3 separate regions of the Callithrix jacchus genome follow, and all the other regions are linked to region 1. A link is a contact called in public Hi-C data. All regions are on one chromosome and are shown on one strand. Each heading gives the region's core, a stretch centred on a gene start, on an enhancer-like site or on the middle of the called end of the contact. The rest is flanking DNA. Distances are from core to core; before and after follow the strand shown. Region 1 overlaps PLXNA2 (plexin A2). Region 2 overlaps PLXNA2 (plexin A2). Region 3 holds the start of PLXNA2 (plexin A2).

Region 1 (2,798 bases), core at 76-2,575:
ACCAGACCAGCATTGGGAGAAGCCCTCAGGCCCCTGGCATGAGACTTTCTCCTCCTGGGTTTTAAACCTGGACCCAAGCTAAAGACTGGCTTTCAGGTCAGGCAGGACCCAGCCAAGAGCTGGCATCAAAAGGCTTCCTTTGGGACAGAGCACAGAGAGGGGAGGTCCAGGCATTTGGGTTGGGCAGGCAGCCCATGCAGCTGTCTGGAGTCAGCAGTCTCCTCAGAAAACAGAGCCGACACAGATGGACCCAGGCTGTTATTTGGGAATCAAAAGTCCTAGCAACCAACAAAACACTTCGGAAAAAGCCGACCCAAGCCCCATCTATTCCTTCCTCCTCCCGGATCTTGTGGTCGCTGAGCCCTCCTTAGTCTGCAGCTTTGATCACAGCGGAGTGAGATGGACAGGCTTGGGGTATCCTGGGGTTAGGAGCCCACAGTGCACTTTGCCAGGACAGGCCTTCCATCTGCATTCCCTGGGCTGCGCATGCCGGTCCCCTTTGCTTTGGAGCAGCCCCAGCCCAGTGCTGGGAGAGGGCAATTCAGGGAAAACCAAGAGCAAGTGTGGGGTTATCCCCATCTCTGTGCCTTCTGTGTGCTGGTCAGACCCAAGTCATAGAAACGTACTACCCTGGCATCGTGGTGGGGAGAGAGTTTCCTTATCCAGACCTCAACAGCAACTGTCCAGGGAAAGATCACCAGAAACTCCCCGAGGCTGCCAGAAGAAGGGGAGGGCAGGAGAGATGAGTCAGCTCTCAGCTGCAGCTAAAAGAAAGTGAGGGATCCTGTTGGGTTTGGAGGATGGGCAGAAATCATCATGGAAGGACTTGAGGCTGAGTAAAGCAGATCTTGCCCAAGACCTGGCACTACTGAGACATTTGGGAAAGTTTGGGGCCCATGAGAGTCAAGAGAAGATGAAGTAGGGAAGAGGAGAATACACTGGGGAGCTGGGAACATCATCTCAGACTAGAGGACAAGCCTGCGGTGTTCCACAGAGGAGTCAAAAGACTTAAAGCCCAGAAAGCAAAGAGGAGGAAGAGAAGGCAAAGCTGGAAGAGGAAGTAAAAACAGCAGCTGTTCTGATTTTGAAGGAGAGTAAATGGCCTTATCTGCTTTAGGCTTAAGGAGCTGAGAAAACTCCTCTGGTTATAAATTCCCAGGTTGCAGAGGAAAGTCTCCTAACTACTGATAGGTTCCTCTTGGGGTGGGAAAATCGCTGAGCTACAGTGAGTCATTCCCAGGATGCCAACAATGGCCTCCACTTCTCCCTCTGCCCCTGCCCAGATACAAGAACGCCCTGGGGAGAGTCATGAAAGAACTTCCCCCAGGGGAGCCCATTCCTCTGCCCAGCAAGGCCGGGCCAGCCCTGGGAAGTAGCTTGGGCAGCTGGGCTGGGCGGGGAACGCAGGTGGGGCCCTTTGTGCCCGCTTTGAGGCCAAGCCTCGGCTGCTCACTGCCTTCTTCCGGACCATGGCCATGGGCACTGTGAAGGGACTCCAGGAGCCTGGTGGCTTTGTTTGAAGCCCTGAGAAAATGTAGTGTCCTCTGTACTTGGGCTTGCCTAGGGGCACAGAGGCCTTTAGAAAAGTCTCCCGGGAGGGAACAGCACACACCCAGGCCCACCCCTCAGTTGTTAGAGATCAGGGTCAGTGCCCCCATTAAGGTACAGCGGTGCCTCTCCATTTCTCACCGTCAGTAACAGCTTAGGCTAAATTAGCCCTGGCTGCACCCATTTTCTCCCGTTTTACTCCTTTGCCCCTTCAGGTAGACGATTTGACATTTTGTGGGGAAGAATAGCAGTGGGTGGCGGAAGGGGCACAGCCTGCCTCCAGTCTCAAGTCTGCTCTGCCTTTCCCCACAGCCTCCCTCTGCGCTTCTGGGTGAACGTGATCAAGAACCCCCAGTTCGTATTTGACATCCACAAGGGCAGCATCACGGATGCCTGTCTCTCTGTGGTGGCCCAGACCTTCATGGACTCTTGTTCAACGTCAGAGCACCGGCTGGGCAAGGACTCCCCCTCCAACAAGCTGCTCTATGCCAAGGACATCCCCAGCTACAAGAGCTGGGTGGAGAGGTCAGTAGCACTCTCAGGACAGGCCAGTGCCCCTGTCTCCCTGCCCCTTCCCCACTCTGTAAGCCGTCACTGAGCAAGAACCCAGACGGTGTCTGTCATCTCTTCAGGACCTCCCGCTTCCCCTCTTTGCCCATGCCCCCTGCTGCGGGAGGAAGGGTGGTTTTGTGCCCATGGTAATCAGATGATTATCATCCTAGTTACTACTCATTGAGCCTGTGCTAACACCTGGCACTCTGATAAAGATTTTGTGTGTATCATCTCATTAAAATGTACAGTAGAGTTGTGAAGGCAGTATTATTATTATTCCCATTTTACAGATGAGGAAACTGAGGTACAGAGAGGCTAAATAACTTGCCTAGTGTCACACAGCTAACAGGTAGCAGAACTGGGATTTGAACACAAAGAGCCTAGTCAGAGTCTGAGCTTTTAACCACTCTGTTGGGCACCACAGCCATGAGCTCTCAGCTAGATGGAATCTACTGAAGAAACTCTGGCCTTTAGCTTCAACCTCAGCTTGAAGCAAGAGGCCAGAGGAAGCCACATCAGAAGAGAAATAGAGAGGCAGGAGCAACTGGGGACATCAGTGCCCTTGAAGGACCTGGACCTGGGGTAGCTATAGGTAAAGGTTTGCTGAGAGTGCCATCAAGGCACCTGTCCTATCTCTGGCAGATACTATGCAGACATCGCCAAGCTCCCAGCCATCAGTGACCAGGACATGAACGCCT
Region 2 (2,997 bases), core at 302-2,801, 150 kb before region 1:
GAGGTATTGAGGGAGACCAGGAAATGCCAGCTCATTTCCACAGGGAATTTCTCTTGTATACACCACTGTTGTCATTTTGCAGTCGTGAACGTGAGGATGTACAGGTGGGGGGACACGTGAGGAGAGAAGGCCTCAGGGCTAGTGTGGAGCAGGGGGTGCATTGTGGGGTTTGAGTTTCAGAACCGAAAGCAGAGGAACTGGGCTGGGCCTTGAGCAGAGGTGCCCTGGTGCATGGACCAGCCTATAGGGGGCATGGGCGCTCCTCCGGCTTCCACTCTGATGTCTTAGGTCAGCAGCCTTCACCTGCTTCTTCTGCCCTTCGCAGCTCTCCTCCCCTCAGTTTGTCTTCTTCCCCTCCTGCACACCTCCAGCCTGCCTCCTCCATATGGTCTCCGCATCTGGCTGATGACCATCCAGAGAATTTAACAATACCTTCTTCCCTCCCTCCGCAGCCCTTACCTCCTCCCACTCTACCCTCAGCGTCTCCTTATGACTCTGACTTCTGTGTTCCTCCCTGCCTCCCCCAGGTGTCTCTGCAAGAATAGAACAAGCAGGCAGGCTCTCCAAAGAGTTAGCTCTTCTCTCCCCAGCTCCCAGCCCCACACATAACCATTGATGCCAGGCCTTACCAAGTCCTCACTCCTCTCTTTTCCATACTTGGAAGGCTGCCACTGACTGGAGCTGAGGTCTGCAGTGGGCAGGACCCCTCCATGACCAGGCGAGTGGCCTAGATGCATTTGCAAAAGCCAGTCACACCATGACTCAGAGATTCCGCCTCTGATCCAAATACCCTTCCCGGAGGGGACTTGGCACAAGGGAGAAAACCCACATATTCCACCAACTTCTATTCTTTTCAAAGCGTTATCTCAGCGGACTCCTAATTCTGTCTCTGGCATATATGCTTGTGTGTGGTGCACACATACACCATATCTCAGCATCCTGGAACCCGTGTGGTGTGTGGCGTTCCCAGGAGGGACAGGGGAAATGAAAGTTGAGCAAGCAGCAGCAGATGTTGCTGGAGTTCTTCTTCCTGGCTTGGTGCTGCTCATCCTTCTGCAGGTCAGGCTGGTAATGAGAGGATTAATTTTTGTTCCCCTCCATCTTGGCCCCAATATGGCTGGTTAATGCTAGTTCAGCTGGTAACATTTTCATTGGCAAATCCTCCACTCACCCTTGAGACAGGCTCAGCATGCACAGCCCCAGAACTGGATCTGCTGGGAACAGGAGCCTTGGCCCTAAATCTTGGACAGATGCAACAGCTTGGCAGCAAAGAACCGACCTTTGTCCCCTTGCTGATAGAGTGGAAAGAACACTGGGGCGGACCGCAGGTGCATCCTGCTTGGCGGTGGGCTGGCTGTGTGATCCTGAGAACTTCACTTAGGTTCTCTGAGCGCCGATGTGCTCACTTCTTAATGAACATAACATGGGATCCACAGGGCTTGCTTCAAGGATTAAATAAGATAATATATTCATATGTAGTAAGCGCTCAGCAAATGCTAGATTAAGTCTGAAATCTAAACAGGGCTCATAGTGCAGGGAAATAGAGCCACAGACATTTTAGGAGACCTTCAAAGGCTCAGTAATCCAACATCCTCAGTGTAGTAGTAGCACATGAATACTAGTGTCTGTAAACTAGTAAACGTGGATGTTTTCTGTGCCATCTACTGTTCCAAGTAATAGATATATAAATTATTAATCTTGCACCAACAGGATTTGAAATGAGGAAATTTTACAAATGAGGGCATTTGGCTTACAGAAGTTGAGAACTCTGCTCTCATTACTGGTAAAGCCAAGAGTCCAATGTAGAGAGACTGGTTGTAGATTTTGCTCTTAATCACTACCTGTCACTGCCTCTCAGATATGCCAGTGAGGCAGCTCCAGCCTAGAGGGCAGTAACTTGCTCACAGTCACCTCGCTGTTCATCTCCTCCCTCCTAGGCCTGGGCTCTTTCTGTGACATTGAGCTGATGAGTCATATTCCTTGGGAGCTGCTAGAAGGATTTGTCTTCCACAGCCAACCTGCCAGCACCCCCCCGCCCCAGAGCATCCCAGTTACCCCTTCCTTCTCTCCTACTGCTCGAAAGTGTCCCTTGGACACAGAAAACAGCTTTGTGCAGGCTCCTGCAGGGACTCTCCCAGGTAAGGCCTGAGCACTCTCGGGCCTTCTTTTGCAAAGATGGACAGACTTGTCCATACTATCCAAGGCCACGATGAGATCAGCTCCCTCAGCCCTCCAGAATCTGTTAGAAAGAGAAGGCAGCTTCCCTGGGACAGTTGCCACCCAATAACTCAGAAGCCAAAAGCTTTCTGGCAGTGAGCTAAGGGTCAGGACATGTGCTCGGCTCAGCCTGCCCAGAGCTGAGATCAGACCCTTATGAGTCCCAGGTGTCATCTGCAGATGTGGGCAGTGCTCTGGGCACAACCAGCAGGCAGAGGAAATGGACGAAGAGAGAGCAGCGATAACTTGGAAGTACTTAGGGGTCCAAGCAATGTCCAAGTAGAGAGCTAGAAATTGAGGGAAGAACAGAACACACTTTTCACACAGCAAAATCCAGGTATCCCTGGCCTTTCACAATATGACCCCCACCTACCTTTGCAATTCCACAGCACTTCCTCCAACCAAAAACGTTACATCTCCAAATAACAGAGCCCCAAACAGTGGTTTTCACATAGGTCTGCAGACAATACGTGCATCTTCCCTTTGGAGCCACTGCTCAGGCTGCTATGTTGTTGGCGCAAAAGTAACTGTGGTTTTTGCCTCCCCAGCTCTCTATTGTAACACCGCTTTGCTCTCATCTCCCTGCACAACACCGGTGCAGAAGTCATTGCAGGTTTCGCCTTTTTTAATGGCAAAACCCGCAATTAGTTTTAACTCTCAAAATTAAATTTTGAGTTAGTCCCCCATTGTAGAGGAGGGAAGGAGGCACTAGGAGCTTAACAAACTTGCCTGAGTTACCCAACCTACTCACTAAACTTTGATCTCTTTAGCAATTAAATG
Region 3 (3,233 bases), core at 561-3,060, 220 kb before region 1:
ACAGCATTTGATTTAGAACCAGAAGCCCTAATTTTCAGCTTGGAGCTTTATTAATTACATGCCTCCAGTCCTACCACTCCTAGTCTTAGGTGTAGCTGGCCAGACTCCATGAACAAACGGGGGAAATGTTCCAAAATCTTCTATCATCTTATTCGAATCATCTTTCTTAATAAATTGTGGTTTAGATTCAGTCTACTTAGAGATAAGAGCATCGACTAGACTATCTGCATGGGGAGACAAGATCTACTTATAAAAAGAAATAAAATAATAATACAGGGTAAATATGATAATGTACTGGTGTTTTACCAACAATAAATGCTAAAGTAGTTTGAAGGAAAGAACAGGTCTGGATCAGGCACCACAGCTTAGATTCTTTGTAACTCCACAGGACAAAACTAGCAGTAACCCGTGAAAGTTACGGGAACACAAATTTCAGCTAATTACAATGAAGAACTTTTGGAGAATTAGCTAATTTCTGCAGATGTTGGAGTAGAGCCTAGATCTTCCAGTCCTGTATTGAATGAACAATTGTTCGAGATGACTGGTTATCTAGATCACCTTTTTTCTTCTTCCTCTCTTTCTCACTCTCTTTTCTCTGGCTCCCTTTCTTCATCCCTCCCTTACTTCCTTTCTTCTGCTCCTACTGCTCTGAGAATTTCGTGCAATTGCTTTCAGGGTTTCTGCAGTGATTTTTGTTGTTGTTTTTTCGATTTTTTACCACTGAGGACTGTGGCCACCAGAGGGCAGTAGAGGAAGTTTATCAGAATACTTGGACATGAGTAAACTCATGTGCGCTCTAATAGCGAGCAGGGACTGCACAAGATCCTGTGAACTGGCTGGGGGCCAGCTTGCAGGCTCCTTCCAGAGAGCAGTGTCTAGAGGCTACGGAGATACTGAGACTGTATGGCGCTTAAGGGCACCGAGGCATTGTCATCCAGAATCCTGAAACCTCTTACCTTAGGTTATTACAATAAGTTATCTTAGCGCCACCCCTCTGATTCCCCTGCCAAGCAGACTCTGCATTGGATATAGAAAGCTCCTCTTCCATCCCCGATGCCCCCGTCCCAGTCAGGATTCATCAGACGCCCAGGATATCTATCAGGGCTGGAAGCTTGAGATTCAATTCAGAGCAAGGCTCATTTTCTCATTGCAAAAATATTAACAACTTCAAGCCTTATTTGACAGCTTGTTGGCCTTTTTTTCCCCCTTTAATTTACAAGAAGAGGAAATTTGCTCCCACAAATTCCAAGACTCCAGTCTCAACCCCACCAGGCAAGCCGGGTTCCTCCCCACTCACCCTCACTCAAATTAAAGATGAAGAGGAGGGAGGTGTGCAGGATGTGCGTGGTGACAGGTGATGCGAATGGCGGGGAGTCCCTGTCCCTACTGCCCTCGCCCACCATGCCTGTGTCCTGAGCTTCCCCCAGACCCCAACCCTCGACCTTCTACCCCCACTGGGGGCTAAGCCAATTGAGCTTGGAAGGCCCGGATTCGAATCCCTGGGCCCTGGCAGCATTTTCCTCGCCCCCTTGGCTACTTAAGGTGGCCGTTGGGTCCGGTGCTGAGCTGGGCGCAGGACAGGCAGCGGGGCGGCCTCCGGATGCCAAACCTGCTTCTCCTTTGTTGACAGCTGGCAGAAGAGGAAGTCCGCGCTGGCGGGGGAGGGGCGGGGGCTGGCGGTGGCGGGCGGTGCCAGCGGCGGGCGCGGCCCCCGCCCGGGCGGACGTGGCCGGCGGGGAGGGGGTTAATGCGCGGCCTCTATGATAATGAGCTGCATGGTAAAATAGGGAGGCCGGCGCTCAGGGCTCCGCCACCGCCGCCGCCGCCGCCACCGCGGGAGCCAGAGCTGCCGGGCGGAGCGGCGTCCGCGCCAGACTGGAGCGGGAGGGCGGCGGAGCGCAGTTGCTGGGAATTTTTCAGCCGAGAGAGCGAGCGATCAGGAGAGAGACCCCGCGAGCTTGGGAGCGGTAGGGAGGGCGAGCGCCGGAGCCAGCGGAGCAAACCTCGAAATAGATCTGGAGAGCCAGGCTCCCGGAGGAAATGGGACTGTGAACGAACCCGGGAGCAAGAAGGGAAGGAAGCGCCGGGATTGCTGATGTCAGAGGAGCCTGGAAAGTCGCGCTGGGAAAATCTGAAGACAGCCGGGGCTCTGCTTCTTCCCCGCGAGAGACGCCGCCGGCCACCCCCACACGCCCCCTCGGCGCCTCCGGGTGTCCCCCGCGAGCCGGCGACAGCGCCCAGCCCGGCTGCTGCGGGGCGACGGAGCACTGAGGGGCGCGCGGAGCGGAGACCAAGGGGCGACTTCAGGAATACAGATAAGTGGCTAGTGGCTTGACGTGGATTTTAATGAATTTGGACTCCATGTGGATTTGGTCGTCTCCGTGATTCCGAGCTGCGAGCAGGGAGAGGGGCCTCGAGCCGCCCTCAGAAGCCGGCGGCCGAGGAGGACGGAGCGGGGACGGAAGGACAGACCGACGCTGCCGAGCTGGGTAAGCGGCCGCTGGGCCGGGCGCTCGGAGTCGCGGCGCCCTCCGCCCTCACCCCACGCGCGCGCACACCCGCGGCGGCTTCTCCCGCGTCCACCTCTTTGGGGTCCCGGCCCCAGGCACCTGGGCTCGGCCGCGGAGGGCAAGTCCCCGCGCGGGCTCGGCCACTTTGGCGGGCCGGAGCGCTGCGTGCGCGCGATCGCAGGCTCACTGGAGCCACTGCCTCCCGCCCCAGGCTTCTCGGCCGGCCGCCTGCTTCCCAGCCCGGGCTGCGGGAGGCAGCAGCGCTCCGCCGCGCGCCTCCACAGCGCACCTGCCGGCGCTCTGCGGCTATGGGGAGCTCCGGGCGTCAAAGCTGTCCCGGGAGCTGGAGCCCAAAGAGGGCCTCGGTGGCACGAGCGAGACAACCCAAAGCCACTGTGGCCAGCGATCGATTTGGGGGCGTTCACTCCAGCGCTGGAGTCCCTGGTGGCCGCCGGCTGTCCCTTCCGATGGGAAATGGAAATCAGGGGAAGGGGAAAACATCATTTGCGCGGGTTCCATAAGGCTCGGGGAGAGATTCCCAGGCACAGAATGGGTCTAATTGCTCCATCTTTCGGACTCCCTTCCCGGGGTATGGCCTAGCCGGGGTCCAGCCCCGTAGTTTGAGCACCTCAGGAGTGCTGGGGGTTGAAATGGGAGTTTGCTTAGGGTCCCAGAGGCTCCTGATGAATCCTTTGAGAAGGTATCCTTCCATGTACTCTTCCT

What was found. Hi-C and Micro-C count contacts between places; a contact is called where the count stands out from the background.
Region 2: a contact with region 1 is called in a Hi-C map of skeletal muscle, with 2.7 times the contacts expected there. The contact joins two enhancer-like sites. A contact is called at or near these places in 3 of 3 Hi-C or Micro-C datasets (induced pluripotent stem cells and skeletal muscle).
Region 3: a Hi-C map of skeletal muscle shows a contact between it and region 1, with 6 times the contacts expected there. The contact joins the promoter of PLXNA2 here to the enhancer-like site in region 1. A contact is called at or near these places in 3 of 3 Hi-C or Micro-C datasets (induced pluripotent stem cells and skeletal muscle).

Annotation. Positions count from the first base shown.
Region 1 is chr19:35,391,063-35,393,860 of calJac240_pri, reverse strand. PLXNA2 (plexin A2) reads left to right here. Exons shown (of 32, transcript XM_035280804.3): 30 at 1,861-2,073; 31 at 2,743-2,798. Among named protein-coding and RNA genes, the nearest start is that of CD34, 120 kb to the right of the region's middle. Within about 2 kb of position 1,325, at least 5 of the 16 cell types and tissues checked have an H3K27ac peak or open chromatin away from gene starts, as enhancers often do. A contact at or near this core is called in skeletal muscle, where this site is marked.
Region 2 is chr19:35,537,370-35,540,366 of calJac240_pri, reverse strand. The region is part of intron 3 of PLXNA2 (plexin A2); the gene reads left to right. Among named protein-coding and RNA genes, the nearest start is that of PLXNA2, 70 kb to the left of the region's middle. Within about 2 kb of position 1,551, at least 3 of the 16 cell types and tissues checked have an H3K27ac peak or open chromatin away from gene starts, as enhancers often do. A contact at or near this core is called in skeletal muscle, where this site is marked.
Region 3 is chr19:35,607,676-35,610,908 of calJac240_pri, reverse strand. It overlaps PLXNA2 (plexin A2), which reads left to right and starts at 1,810. Exons shown (of 32, transcript XM_035280804.3): 1 at 1,810-2,489.